Linked DNA regions of Mus musculus: region 1 is linked to region 2. The links are chromatin contacts, called in public HiChIP or PLAC-seq maps. All regions are on one chromosome and are shown on one strand. The core of a region is the stretch at or near the end of the contact, and the rest is flanking DNA. Distances in the headings are between cores, read along the strand shown.

Region 1 (6,392 bases), core at 2,573-5,072, 770 kb after region 2:
TTGCTGGGATTTGAACTCAGGACCTTCGGAAGAGCAATCAGTGCTCTTAACCACTGAGCCATCTCACCAGCCCCCGACTCAGATTCTTAAGTACTAAAGTCACAAGTGTGTTCCACCTTGCCTGGTGGATTGATTGATTGATTGATTTATAGACAGGGTCTCTCTGTTTGGACCTGGCTGTCCTGGAACTCACTCTGTAGACCAGGCTGGCCTCAAACTCAAAAATCTTCCTGCCTCTGCCCCCTGAAGGCTGGGATCAAAGTGCCCGACTGCCTGGTGACCTTCCAAGTCATCCCATGCATGTATCTGAACTTATCATGCACCCAGCAGCTTCAGGAGCTACTCAGAGTTAAAATCAGGGCAGAAGGTGAGGTTGGGGGAGGCGCCTGTGAGAGGCTCAGGATAAGACTGATCCTGACTAAGGAGACACCTGTGGGTGACATCTGACCTTCACAGTGTTTGGGGGTCACCACTGTTTCCCACCCCAAGTCTGCATCACTTAGGCAACAGGATGAAGAAAAGCTGGGAAACGCCTATGAGCTAAGCCATTGGCCACAAGCAGCAGCATTTATTGAGCATCAACTGTATACCCAGCTCTGGACAATGAGTGTGGCATCTGTGGGTATCTGAAGGGCACACCACCCTGGCTCCCCAGTTCTGTGTGAGGTGACATATCAGTGGGCATTTACCACCAAACATTCATGGAACACCCACTGTGTGCCACCACCTGTGTCTGGTGGCATTTTCTGAGCTCCTACTGCGTGCCACACCCTATGTCCAGCAAATAAAAAATACCCCCCCCCAGCAAGAGCTGAGGCAGTCACTGAGGTTCTGGACTCCCATTTCTGAGTATCTAAGCATACCTAGGGTAGGGGTGGGGTGAGTGTGCATGCCCAGGGGCGGTGGGTCCCTGTGCACTGGGGAGGGGGGACTACCCGGTCTGAAGGAGGGGGACAGGAAGGAGGCGGGAGGCTCCTGTGTCTGATGCAGGGCGGCCGCTCCCGCAGGCAGGAAGAGCCGGAGAGGGAGCAGAGGCTGTGGCGGGAGAGGCCAGAACGCTGACTCGCCAGAATCCAGCGCCCTGATTTACAGGCCTGGCCCTGGCAGAGGCACCTTTTCTGCAGAGAGGAGGGGATGGGGACAGGGCTGTCACTGTGAACCCACTCATGGACATACTGAGGACCAAGCCCATGCTGTGCTGCCTTGGGACACTTCTCATCGTCTCTGATCCCATCCCCCTCTGGAAGGAGACCCCAAACGTCAACCCTGCACTGCCTCAGTTTCCCCACTGCCAGGATGGAAGCAGCGAGCCGCAAAGCTATGAGGAGGAATGAATGGAGGAGGGAGGTGGCCTCAGCTCAGGCCCAGGGAATCCTCAACCTCAGCCAACAGGGATTTGGCCCCAAACCCGGAATAACTAACGTGGGGCGGGAGGGCGGGAAGGAGGAAGGGGGAGGGGGAGGGGACACCTCAGCTTGGGATTCATGGAAGTAACGGCTGCTTCCTCCAGAGAGTAAAAGTGAAAAGGGGCCTGAGTCACCACCCAGAGTGACAGACGGCACAGGGGACCCATGGAGCTCCCAGAATTCTCTTGGGCACCTGGTGCCCTGGCATGGACACTGACATCAGGGCCAACCCCGCCCCGGGCCAGGCTCCCGGTAGGATCCGGTTGGATCAGCAAAGGAGTTATTTCAGTCTGAACCCTGGCTGTAAAATTAGCCGATTTAGGAGGGACGGGTGAAGAGAGACAGAGAGACAGAGACAGAGACAGGTCAAGGCAGACACCATGAGTGACATGTGGGGGGGGGGCAGGGCGGAGAGGTTGGGGGGCTGCAGCGTTGCTCCTTGGGTCCTTCTGTCCAGCCTGGGCTTGTGTGGAGCTGGAGAGACCACACTTGGAATTCAGGGGACTCTTGAGATCCCATGGGGGACTCCCTCAGGGTAGGAGGGGGTGAGTGGGAGATCACAGGGGTGGCATCCTTCCTGCCAGATCGACCCACACCCTCCTATGGGGGAAACTGAGGCCAAGGCCACACTAAGTCCTCAGGGCTGGAGCCAGCACTGGGGTTGCCCCCGCCCCCAGCTCCCAGCAGCAGCCTGGATGGAGGCCTCCAGAAGGCCAGGACGGGGAATTCCACGTGCCCAGGCTGCCTTCCAGCCGGCCACGTCTGCCTCAGACCTCTCAGCCACCAGTAGTCAGTCAGCACAGAGACTCCAGTCTCCCTGGGGTCACACAGCAATTACATCCCAATGCCGGTGCTCTGGCGGCAACTGAGCAACGCCTGCCCTGGGCTGTGGGGTGACCCACTCCTCAAATCTCACTTGAAGTAGAAACTGAGGCCTGCAGAGGGGCAGGCATTTATCCAAGGTCACCAGGGAACCCTGGGTAGGGCAGGCTGGGGTTCCCTCAGTATGAGGGTCTCCCCTGGGGATCACAGAACTGCACCTCTTACCAAGATGGAGGGACCCGCAGGAGTGGAGGACCCCAGGATCCTGTCCCTGAGATGGGCTACCTGGGTCTTCCCTGGCAAAAACAACCATGGCCCTCACAAAGTTCTCCTCAGGACATCAGACAACTGCAATTCCCAGAACCAACACAGTCTGGAGACCACTATGTCTCACTCTCTTTCAGGGGAAACTGAGGCAGACACAGCAAAAAAAAAAAAAAAAAAATCACAAGAGGCTGTGGAGTTGGAAAAGACAGGCTTATGATTCCAGGGGGCAGACACAGCTGGGGGGCTCCTTGAAGGGGGGTCCCCTGGAGGGATGGATGCACCCCTCCCCACTCTCCCTCAGATGCTGGAACCCAGCCAGAGGGGCACAGCAGGGCAGGTGCTGGATTGGCCACCTAGTACGCAGTGTCCGCCAGTCCCCTGCCGCCGCCGCGGCCTCCTCCTCCTCCTCCTCCTCCTCCTCCTCCTCCTCCTCCTCCTCCTCCTCCTCCTCCTCCTCCAGCCCTGGCCTCTGCTCCTCCCGCCAGCCGCCTGGCAGCGCCTGCTCGGCTCAATAATTCAAGAATCAATGCGGAGCTGGGGGGGAGCTGAGCCAGGGAAGGGGGGGGACCCGCGATGGACACCCGCAAGACTGCCCCTCCCCCCGCGCGCCAACTTCGCGCGCCCCTCCCCCTTCGCGCGCACACGTGGGCCTGAAATGGAGGGGGACACTGCCAGCTGGAGGGGGGGGCGGCCACCTGGGAAACCAAGAACTCGCGAACAAATAGTCTAGGGGTCCCTTTACCGCACAGCTAGGGAGACCTACAGTGCAGCAGGGAACCCCAAGATCAGTCCTACGGGCGGGTGGGGAGCGTTCTACGTGCGGGTGGGGTGCTTCCTGCGGACACCTACTCTCTTCTCCATCTGGAGGGGACCCAGACTTCCTGGGTGCAAAGGGTGAGGGCTGTGGGGAGGACGCCAGCCCCCCCCCCCATCCAGCCAAGACGAGAGAGAGTTCCAAAAACAGCCGATTTAGATCAAAGTGGGGGCCCAGAAAATGGGGTTCCAAGTGTGCAATCAAGCTTAACGAGGATGGAATCCCCAATCTCAAGAGTTGCCCGCACCCCAGGTCCATGCCAGGAACACCCTGGCCTGGAAGAGGGTGGGTAGAGAGGACGCGCGCGCTTTTTTTTTCCCACCCCCGCTGCGGAGGGGAGGTTCCAGACTGCAAGAATGCGGTTCCAGGTGGAGCCGGGGTGCGGGCCGGGGCCAGGCCGGGAGCGGGGTGCGTACCTGGGTCAGGCAGAGCGGGGAGGAATACATCCCGGGGCGCTGGCACCGGAGGCGCAGAGGCCGAGCGGCCGCCGAACTTACTGAGTCATTTTTGCAGCCGCCCTCCCGCTCCTCCCTCCGCCGTCCTCCCCGCCCCGCGCCGCCTCTCGCCCGCCCCCGCTCCCTCCCTGCCGCCCGCATCCAACTTTCAAAGAAATCGCCGACAGCAAACAAGCAAGCAAACAAACAAACAAACTATGTCTCTACACGCGGACCCCCTAGTCCCCTCCCTCTAGAGCTATCCATTTGTAGAGGAGGACACAGCGATCAGGTCCACGAGATGGGGCTGAGCCCTTAGCTGCCCCCCACATCCCACCTGAGTCCCTGCAGCAGCCTGCCTCTGCCCCCAACTGTACCCCAAACTCCATCTGTCCCCTCACCTGTGCCCTCAAAGTGGCCACTGCCAGTAGGGTAGAGGGGGACCAGTGTGGGAGGCTTTCCCTTAAAAAGCCAATAAGTGGTCTAGCAGCAGGTATGGGGTCCCTGGGAAGGGTGCGGTGCAGGACTCAAGGCCAGGCCAGGCTCTGACACTACTGTGTGATAAAGAGCAGAGTGGGGTGATCCAGGCCAACCAGGTCCCCAAGTTTAGATCAGTGTCCAGGCTGCCCATTTCATATTTGGGGAATCTGAGGCACAGGGAAATCTCACTCCAACTAACTTCATTTTTCTTCTCTTTTCTTCCCTTCCTTCCTTTCTTTTAATTATTACTATTTTTGAGCCAGAGTCTCATGTTGCCCAGGTTGGCCTTGAACTCACTATGTAGCTAAAGATGACCTTGAACTCTGGATCCTCCTACTTCAGCCTCCTGGGAAGACAGGTATGCTGGGCCTTGCCCAGCTGGAGATCACCTTTCTGAAGGCAGCGTCTGAAGAAGCCTGCACACCCCCACCCCGGCCACCAGTGTCCACTCACAAGTCTAGGCCTTTTTCAATTATTTCTCTCCCAGGGACCCAAGGACATGGGATGTGAGGGCTGGGGGGAGAGTGTGCTACAGAGCAGTAAGATGCTTTAATCCGTTATCACTGTAATTCCAGTGAAGCCAAGGCCCAGAGAAGGAAACCACTGGTTGGGGTGTCGGGTCCCAGGTGCCTGCCTGGCACACCGGCCACCTGGTCCATACCCCAGGAGATGCCTGTGAGTGACACTATTAGGAGTACCCACGGATACTGACCAAACCACCTGTCAGATTGGATGCGCGCCCTTGGGATGTCCAGGACACCAGGGCCCACACCTGTCATCCCAGCAGGGATGAAGAGGCAGGAGTGTCAGAAGCCAAAGGCCAGCCTGGGCTACATGAGCCCATACTGATCACCTCCCTATATTAGGGACAGCACACAGCAGGTTCAATGCATGCATAGTGTGCATGTGTGGCTCTGTCCCAGCCAATAAACATCATTCTCCCTGAACCTCAGTTTCCCCGTGGGTGTCTAATGTTCTGGGTTGTGGAGATGCAAGCAGACACCAGCACCGAGGTGACCATGTGCCAAGGGTGCATCGGGAGGCTCAGGAGGACACTAGACTTGTACCTCAGCTGCATATGACCCATTTGTTAAAAAAATAAAAAGTCAGGGTGCTGGAGAGACAGCTCAGCAGTTACAGTCCCAGCTGCTCTAGCAGAGGAACCCAGTTTCGGTTCCCAGCACCACCCACATGGCAGCTCACAACGGTCGTGGGACCCCGACACCCCCACATGTGGGGCACACAGATATAAATAACAAAATAAACAGAAATAAATCTAAATATACAAATTAAAGCCAGGCATGGTGGTGCATGACTTTAACCCCAGTGCTCAGGGGGCAGAGGCAGGTGGATCTCTGTGGTCAAACCTAGTCTACAGAGAGAGATGCTATCTAAAAATAAAGGCATCTTGCTGTTGTTATTCTTACCACAGTTGCCTCTGGAACTGTCCCTAACACAACTGCACTAAGGGAGAGACATGGCCACCAACACAAACTTCCACCAACTGGGTCCAGCACAGGGCAACCCAGCCCCAAGCCTCAGCCAGGGACAACCTAAAATCATATACAGCCAGGAAAAAAGGGGGGCGACCTGGGGCTGTCTCCAAGGTCCATCCAGGCAGGGTCCCCAGGCAGGAATTGCTGTCACTAACCCAGCAGGGTTTGGGACAAGGTGTCTCTGACACTGGTTTCCAACTGCTACACAATGGCAGTGACAACTCACAACTGTCCCCAGGGCACAGTCATCCCTGCTTAAGATGCACAGCTGCAGACCCTGCCTGAGAACTCAGCGTTTCACTTTCTTTTTCTGTAGGTTTGCTCCAGCCATGGTCACATGTAGCTCAGGCTAGCCTTGAATTCCTCATCCTCTCCCTTCCCAACACACCTCCTGAGGGCTGGGAACACAGGCAGCTTTATAAACGACTGACTACGTGACTTGTATGGTGGCTATTCCTGGGCTGTAGAGCAGCGGTTGAGAGTTGAGCTAGGACACTTCAGGGACAACTGAGGTAATGGGCGTGGCTATGATTACGTATATTTCCATAGCGTTAACCTGCTCCTGGGCCAAACCCAGGTCCTTCTGCAGGCTAGACCAGTGGCCACACCCCCAATCCATTCACTGGGGATTCTTGTAGGGCTCCGCCTCAAGCCACGCCCCCAGCTTCCCCTA
Region 2 (6,582 bases), core at 1,923-4,422:
TGGAGCATGGCCAGGAGTCCCGCAGAAGCCTTTACTCTGAATCATCCATCACTCTGACTACAGTAGCTCTGTCTGCTTCTGTGGTCACACAGTGGTCAGAAACCACAGGGATCCAGAGACTCCGGGTATGCCTTAGGAGAGAGCTCGGCTACCTGCGCACCCCCTTAGGTTCTTCCTCAGGACCCAAAACAAGGAAAGCATCAGCGTGAGGCATGCATAGGTCCTGCAGGCCAGCTTCCGGAACCCAGGTCTGTTCAGGCCACATGAGGCTGCTGGACATCCTCCCAGACCCCATTACACAGATGGTTGTGAGCCACCATGTGGTTGCTGGGAATTGAACTCAAGACCTCAGGAAGAGAAGTCAGTGCTTTAAACTGCTGAGCCAGCTCTCCAGCCCCCAGGAGGAGCTGTTCTTTAATCTTTAGTCTTTCTTTTAAGTTCTGGGCCTGTGAGTGCAAGTGCCCTCAGGGACCAGAGGTTTCAGAACCCTGAGAACCAGAGCTACAAGCTGCTTTAAGGCATGCAATGTGGCCGCTGAGAGCTGAATCCAAAGGTCCTCAGCAAGAGCAGCAAACCCTCTTCAGCACAGAGCCACTCTCCAGCTGCCTTAAAACAATCTTACTTTTCAGCGCTGGACATTGAACCAGATTGGCATGTGTCCGCACTCAGCCATTCACTGGGGGTTCCCAAGCCATGCCCTCAGCCTTCAGTTTCCTTGTATAGCTTTCTTTAATCTTTAATTTTTTTTTAAATATTTTTATTACTACGTATTTTCCTCAATTACATTTAGAATGCTATCCCAAAAGTCCCCCATACCCGCCCTCTTTCTTTAGTTTTTGAGACAGGGTGGCATTAAGTATCCCTGGCTGTTCTGGAACTTGCTATTGGCCATGCTAGTTTTGAACTCACAGAGATCCACTTGCCTCTGTTTCCCAAGTGCTGGGACTAAAGGCCTGTGCCACCACACCTGAGTCTTTATAGTTTCTCTGACAGAATCTCCCTAGGCTACCCAGACTGATGTAGAGTTTGCAGTCCTCCTGCCTCAGCCAAGAAGTAACTGAGTTCATGTCTGGGTCACCACACACGTTGCTCCTGGATTCTACACTGACAGTCAACCCTGAGCTACATGGTTGGTGGGTGGCAGCCAGGCCCAGGGAGTTATGGCCCTTCCCCACAGCTACCTTCTGACTCGTCTGTGTTGAACCCTGAGAGACTGTTACAAGCACAATACAGAGGCAACACATTCGAGCAGTCCCAGATGGGGTTATCTAAATGAGTCCAGTTCACAGGTAGGGAAACTAAGGCCCAGAGAGCTCAGAAGAAGGAAGGACCTGAAGGGTCTTTCTGGTGCCTTCCAACAAGTCAGGCAGCCGACCCCTTAGCAACCCTCCACAGCACCACTAAGAAACCTCAGCCACTTGGAAGCCAAGTCCTCCACTGCCCACCGTACCACCTGTGAAGCCCCCCCCCCCCAACTCTCCACAAGCTGTAAAGGGGCTACAACATCCCCATTCTTCTTGCTCCGGCCCCCACCTGAGTGAGAGACCTCTGAGTCAACACTTCCCCTCACCTCTGCCCCTCCAGCAAGAGACCACTTCTCTCTTTCCCAGAGGGCTACACACACACACCCACGTCCACATTCCCCATTCCTGCCATCAAGCTGGACAAGCTACCCCACATGGTCATAAAGGTCATGTGCCAAGAACCGCACTGGCAGGCGGTACACGCTACCACAGCTTGCACAGAACTCGCAAAAGGCCTCAATCCTTTCTGAGGCTGTGCCAGACCCTTGCCCACTCCCAAAGAGCTCAACTCATCGTGGCCATGGTGAGGTCTGGGGGTGATGGCTCAGACAGGCTGGAAGCCCAGTGCTGGAGGAACAAGAGGCAAGGGTCTCTGATGGGGCCAGTAGGTTAGATGGTGTGAGGTGTGAACATGGGGTAAGAAGGGGATCTAAGGGGTCATGGGTGGGGACGGAGGGGGCCCTAGAACTGGATAAGCTGGAGGAATGTTGGGGTGACTAATGGATTCAGAGAGCAGAGAGGATCCAGGATAGAACGGAGCAGAACCTAAGGATAAAATGAAATGGCCCTAGAACCAGGTTCAAGGCAGGCAGGACCCAACAGAACCTCCAGGTTCCCATGTTTAGGAAGTACACTGTGGGGGAAGGGGGTTGTGGGAACCAGGTTCAGGTGAAGGGGTCAGGAATCCTAAGGTAAGAGCCTGAGGCTCCAGATTCAGGGTCCAGGGGTGGTGAAAGGTCTGGGTGGGGTGTAGAGTCTGAGGTACATGATCCTGGGTGGAATGCAGATTCTTGGGGTGCAGGGTTCTAGGATGCAAGGTCTGGGGTGCAATATCTAGGAATAAAGAATCTGGGTGCAGTCCAGGCTCTTGGGATTAGGGTTGGGATGAAGGGTTCAAGCAGACTGCAAGGTCTGACTGCAGGATTTGGGATGCAGGATCCTGGGATGCAGGGCCTGGATAGGGGTGCAGGTCTGAGGTGCAGTCTTGGGTGGAGTTCAAGGTCTTGAGTGCAGGGTTCTAAGGTGCTGGTTCATGGGGTGCGGGGTCCAGGTGAAGTGCAGGATCCGGGTGGGGGAACAGAATGGGGGGGTGCAGGCTCTGAGTGGACTACGGGGTTTAGAGTGTGCGGGGTCCAGGTGGAGTGCATGGTCTGTGATGAACGGTCCCGGGTAGGGCGCAGGGTTTCAGGGTGCTGGTTCCTGGGGTGCAGGGTCTGGGTGGGGTTCAGGGTCTGGGGATGCAGGGTCTGGGGTTGCAGGGTCCGGGCGCGTCCCGGCGGCCCACCTGTGCGCGGGGACGCGCTGCGAGCTGAGCCCCTTGCCCACCAGGAAGTGCACGTCGCACAGCACCTCGTTGTTGAAGAGGAAGGCGAAGCGCTCCTGCACCGTGGGCTTGGTGGCCTGCCAGTTGTACACGGGCTCGCGCAGCAGCGCGCCTGGGCCCGCGTCGTCGCGCTCGTCGCCCACGGCCTGCGCGTCAGTCCCGGGCCCAGGCGGCGGGGACGGGGGCGGCGGAGGCACCGGGGCGCAGGCAGCGGCGTTGCTGGGGGCGGCGGCCGCGTTAGCACTGGGACCCAGGCTGCCCGCGCCGGCCCCGACCCCCGGCGGGCAAGACGCGCGCCCGCTGCCGCCCGCCGCCATCTTGTCGCTGCGGCGCGGGGGCGGAGCCACGGAGGGCGTGGTCATGGGGCGGGGCGTTTGAGAGGAGGAAGGGAGGGGCGGGGCTAAAGAGAGCCGAGACCTGAGAGGGGCGAGGGGAGGAGACAAAAAGGGAGGAGCCAACGGGAGGACGGGAAGGGGGAAGAAAGGGCAAGGCTAGGGAGGAGGATGGATTGGAAAGGGAAACGGGGAGGGAGAGAGGGAGGGAGGGAGGAGAGGAAGATGGAGAAGCGATTGTGAGCGTAGAGAGGAGGGGAGGGAGGATGGGCGTGGCAGGGCTAGGCCCAGGATTGGTGAGACAAGGAAGAGGAGGGCCCCGAAATGCCAGAGGAGGAAGGAGAAGGGGAAACAGAGGAAAAAGGGACCGAGAGAAATGAGAGGGAGAAATGGATACTGGGACAGAGAGGAGGGCAACAGGAGGGGTTGAATGGGAGGAAAGAGAAGGATGTGGTAACGGGGGAGGAGCAGAGACAGGAGGTAGGGGAGGTAGTCCGGGCCATGGAGGCGCAGGCCATCCCTGGATTCGAGCAAGGGCAGGAGGAGAAGGATGAGGAGAGGCAGGGAAGGCATGGAGAGGTAAAGGACAGACAGAGGAAAGAAGCAGGAAAGACAGCATGGGGAGGGGAGGGGAGGGGAGGGGAGGAGGAGGAGGAGATCACACAGTGGAGGAAAGAGGCCCAGACTTGAGGTGAAGGGGCGTGGTGCATCTGAGCACCCCGGGGCTAGAGGGCGGGGCCACAGGGTCTAGATGGAAGCCGACAGAGGAATAGGGATGGAGGGAAAAAGGAAGAAGGACAGGCCTTTGAAGATGGTGAATGCGGGAAGGTTAGGAGAAACGGAGAGGAACAGAAGGAAGTGAGGATGTTGAGGTCTCAGGCCCTTGATCCCACCCACACAATGCTCCTGAGCCCCTGAACCTAGCCAATCCCGGCTCTGCCTTAGGCTGTAGGACATTAAGAACCCAAACTAGCTGGGCAGTGATGGCGCGCTCCTTTAATCCCAGCACTTTGGAGGCAGAGGCAGGCGAATTTCTGAGCTCTAGGCCAGTCTGGTCTACAGAGTGAGTTCCAGGACAGCCTACACAGAGAAACTCTGTCTCAAAAAAAAAAAAATAATAATAATAATAATAATAATAACCATAATAAAAAGAGCCCAAACTAGACTGTGAACCCAGAAAGGGAAAGAAGTGGAGTGAGGGGTAAGGTACAAAGAGGAGGAGAGGACAGGCCAGGCCTGAGGAAGGAGAGACTGGAGGAGGGGCAGGAATTACTATGTATCTGGGCATGGTGGGCAACACCTGCCATCCTAGCACTGGGAGCCTGAGGCAGGAGGATCACAAATTCAAAGGTGGACAAAGCTACTCAGGGAGGCAGAAGGGGAAGAGAGGAAGGAGGGCAAGCTTTGTTTCCACAGGTTAATTAACAGGGACTGACTGGCTTAGTCCTGAGTCTCACGAATCTCATCTGGAAACAGGCTCAGCAGAGGGACCAATAAAAGTGAAGAAAGAATCCTAGCACGAGGATAAACCATCCAAACAGATTTCAACAGCCTGGATCAGGCCTTGCCTGCAAGCCGCAATAGCTCAGGGCCTTTTGTCCTGACAGCTAATAAATGTCTTTACTGTTCTGGGCAAGTCTGCTCTGTTTTTCTGTTATTTGTAGCCAAAGGCTGGGAGTTGAGGCAGCTCTCCTAGGCCGCCATCTTTAAACACCTGCCATTAGGGACTTTGCTCTTGAAGTGCTTATGACAAGCCTGATTTGATCACTGGGACAGTCAGGGGGTTCACAGCCAGTTAGCAGTGGACAGGAAAGGATTGTAAACGGAATGTCCTAGTACACACATGGTGGCAGCATTAGATGCATGCTTGTAAATTCTGCCCAGAGTGTGGTGATACATGCCTTTAGTTCCAGCACTTGCAGGCAGAGACGTAGGCAGACCTCTGTGAGTATGACGTCAGCCTGGTCTACATAGCAAGCTCCAGGACAGCGAGGGTTACACGCACGCGCATGAACACACACACACACACACACACACACACACACACACACACACTCACACACACAGAGGTCCTGCGATCCCGGGGGACATCTTTGGAAACCTAGAATCCCCACTTCATGAGGCGGGCAAGATGCTCCATATGTGAACACAGATTGAAACTGAACAATTGGACAGACAGACCTGACATTAGGACAAGTAACCTTCTTAAGACAGTATTCAAAGAGAAAAACACAAACGTAATAGGCCACAGAAAGCACAGGATGCATGGGCAGGAAAATGTCTAGGCCGTTAGCCCACTTCAAACAGCAGCCTGATTCTGTGACCCCGGAACATTCCTTTTATGCTCGTTCCTCCTCCCTTTAAAGAACCTTTGTGTTTCTTCCTTATTTTTAGGGTGCAGACTTTGATCATCTGTGGAAGAGATGGGTGTGGAACTCAAGGCAGAGCTAAATTCTAGCCAGAGCTCCACCCCTGACCATGCCCCACATCCGCTCCTCATTGGGGGATTCTAGGCAGGGCTCCACCCCTGAGGTGCATCACTAATAGGAATCATTATACCTCTGCTCTTTTCACAGAAGGTGTCTCTCTGTAGGCTCAGAGCAAACCTCTCACTTTCCCATGTGGCAGAATTTCAGGCTTCATTGCCCACCACTTTTTTTGGTTTGTTTCGTCGTTGTTTTTTTGAGACAAGGGTTTACAGCCCCCTGGCTGTCCTTGAACAACCTCTGTAGCCCAGGCTGGCCTGGAATTCAAAGATCCTCTTGCCTCTGCCTCCCTAGCGCTGTGATTACAGGCAGCACGCCTTTAATTAAAGACCACCACCTCCTCCAGGCCATTGCCAACGTCTTTAAAGGGTGTTTGTGAATTCCAGAGTCTTCTCTTCTATCCTGTAATCAGCCCAACTCATGGCCGCTAGAGGGAGCACTACACCAACGTGCTCTCTGCTTTCCCGGGTTTTAGTTTTGCTTTTTTATAAATAAACTTTATTATATATTTTAAATACTTACAAATAAATTAAAACCTTACATACCAAAATTAAGCAGACGGAACGAAGTCTGTACAACTCTACAAGTAGGACAGTATAGAGTCAGAGCAGGCATTCGGATCGGAAGCTGCAGAGCTTCTTTGTGTTAGAATTACACGATCAGTGTGGAATTCGTTTTAATGCATTCATTTAACACAGAAAACAAAACATCCATGATAGAATAGAATTAGAAAAACAATTAGTCTTTTGGTTTTGGTTTTGGTTTTCGAGACAGGGTTTCTCTGTGCAGTCCTGGCTGTCCTGGAACTCGCTCTGTAGACCAGGCTGACCTCAAACTCAGAAATCCGCCTGCTTCTGCCTCCCAAGTGCTGGGATTACAGGTATGTGCCACCGCTACCTGGCCGAAAAACAATTAGT

The links. HiChIP or PLAC-seq counts read pairs in DNA pulled down with a chosen protein or histone mark.
Region 1: a contact with region 2 is called in a FOXA1 HiChIP or PLAC-seq map of pancreatic cancer cells. The contact joins the promoter of Nfic here to the promoter of Btbd2 in region 2. A contact is called at or near these places in 2 of 115 datasets of contacts at active chromatin or transcription factors (bone marrow-derived macrophages and pancreatic cancer cells).

What each region holds. Positions count from the first base shown.
Region 1 is chr10:81,423,351-81,429,742 of GRCm38.p6, forward strand. It overlaps Nfic (nuclear factor I/C), which reads right to left and starts at 3,823. Exons shown (of 10, transcript NM_008688.3): 1 at 3,726-3,823. The coding sequence starts at 3,755. Gm51811 (a long non-coding RNA gene) reads left to right here. Exons shown (of 2, transcript XR_003949025.1): 2 at 1-828.
Region 2 is chr10:80,653,322-80,659,903 of GRCm38.p6, forward strand. It overlaps Btbd2 (BTB (POZ) domain containing 2), which reads right to left and starts at 3,173. Exons shown (of 9, transcript NM_145361.3): 1 at 2,809-3,173. The coding sequence starts at 3,164.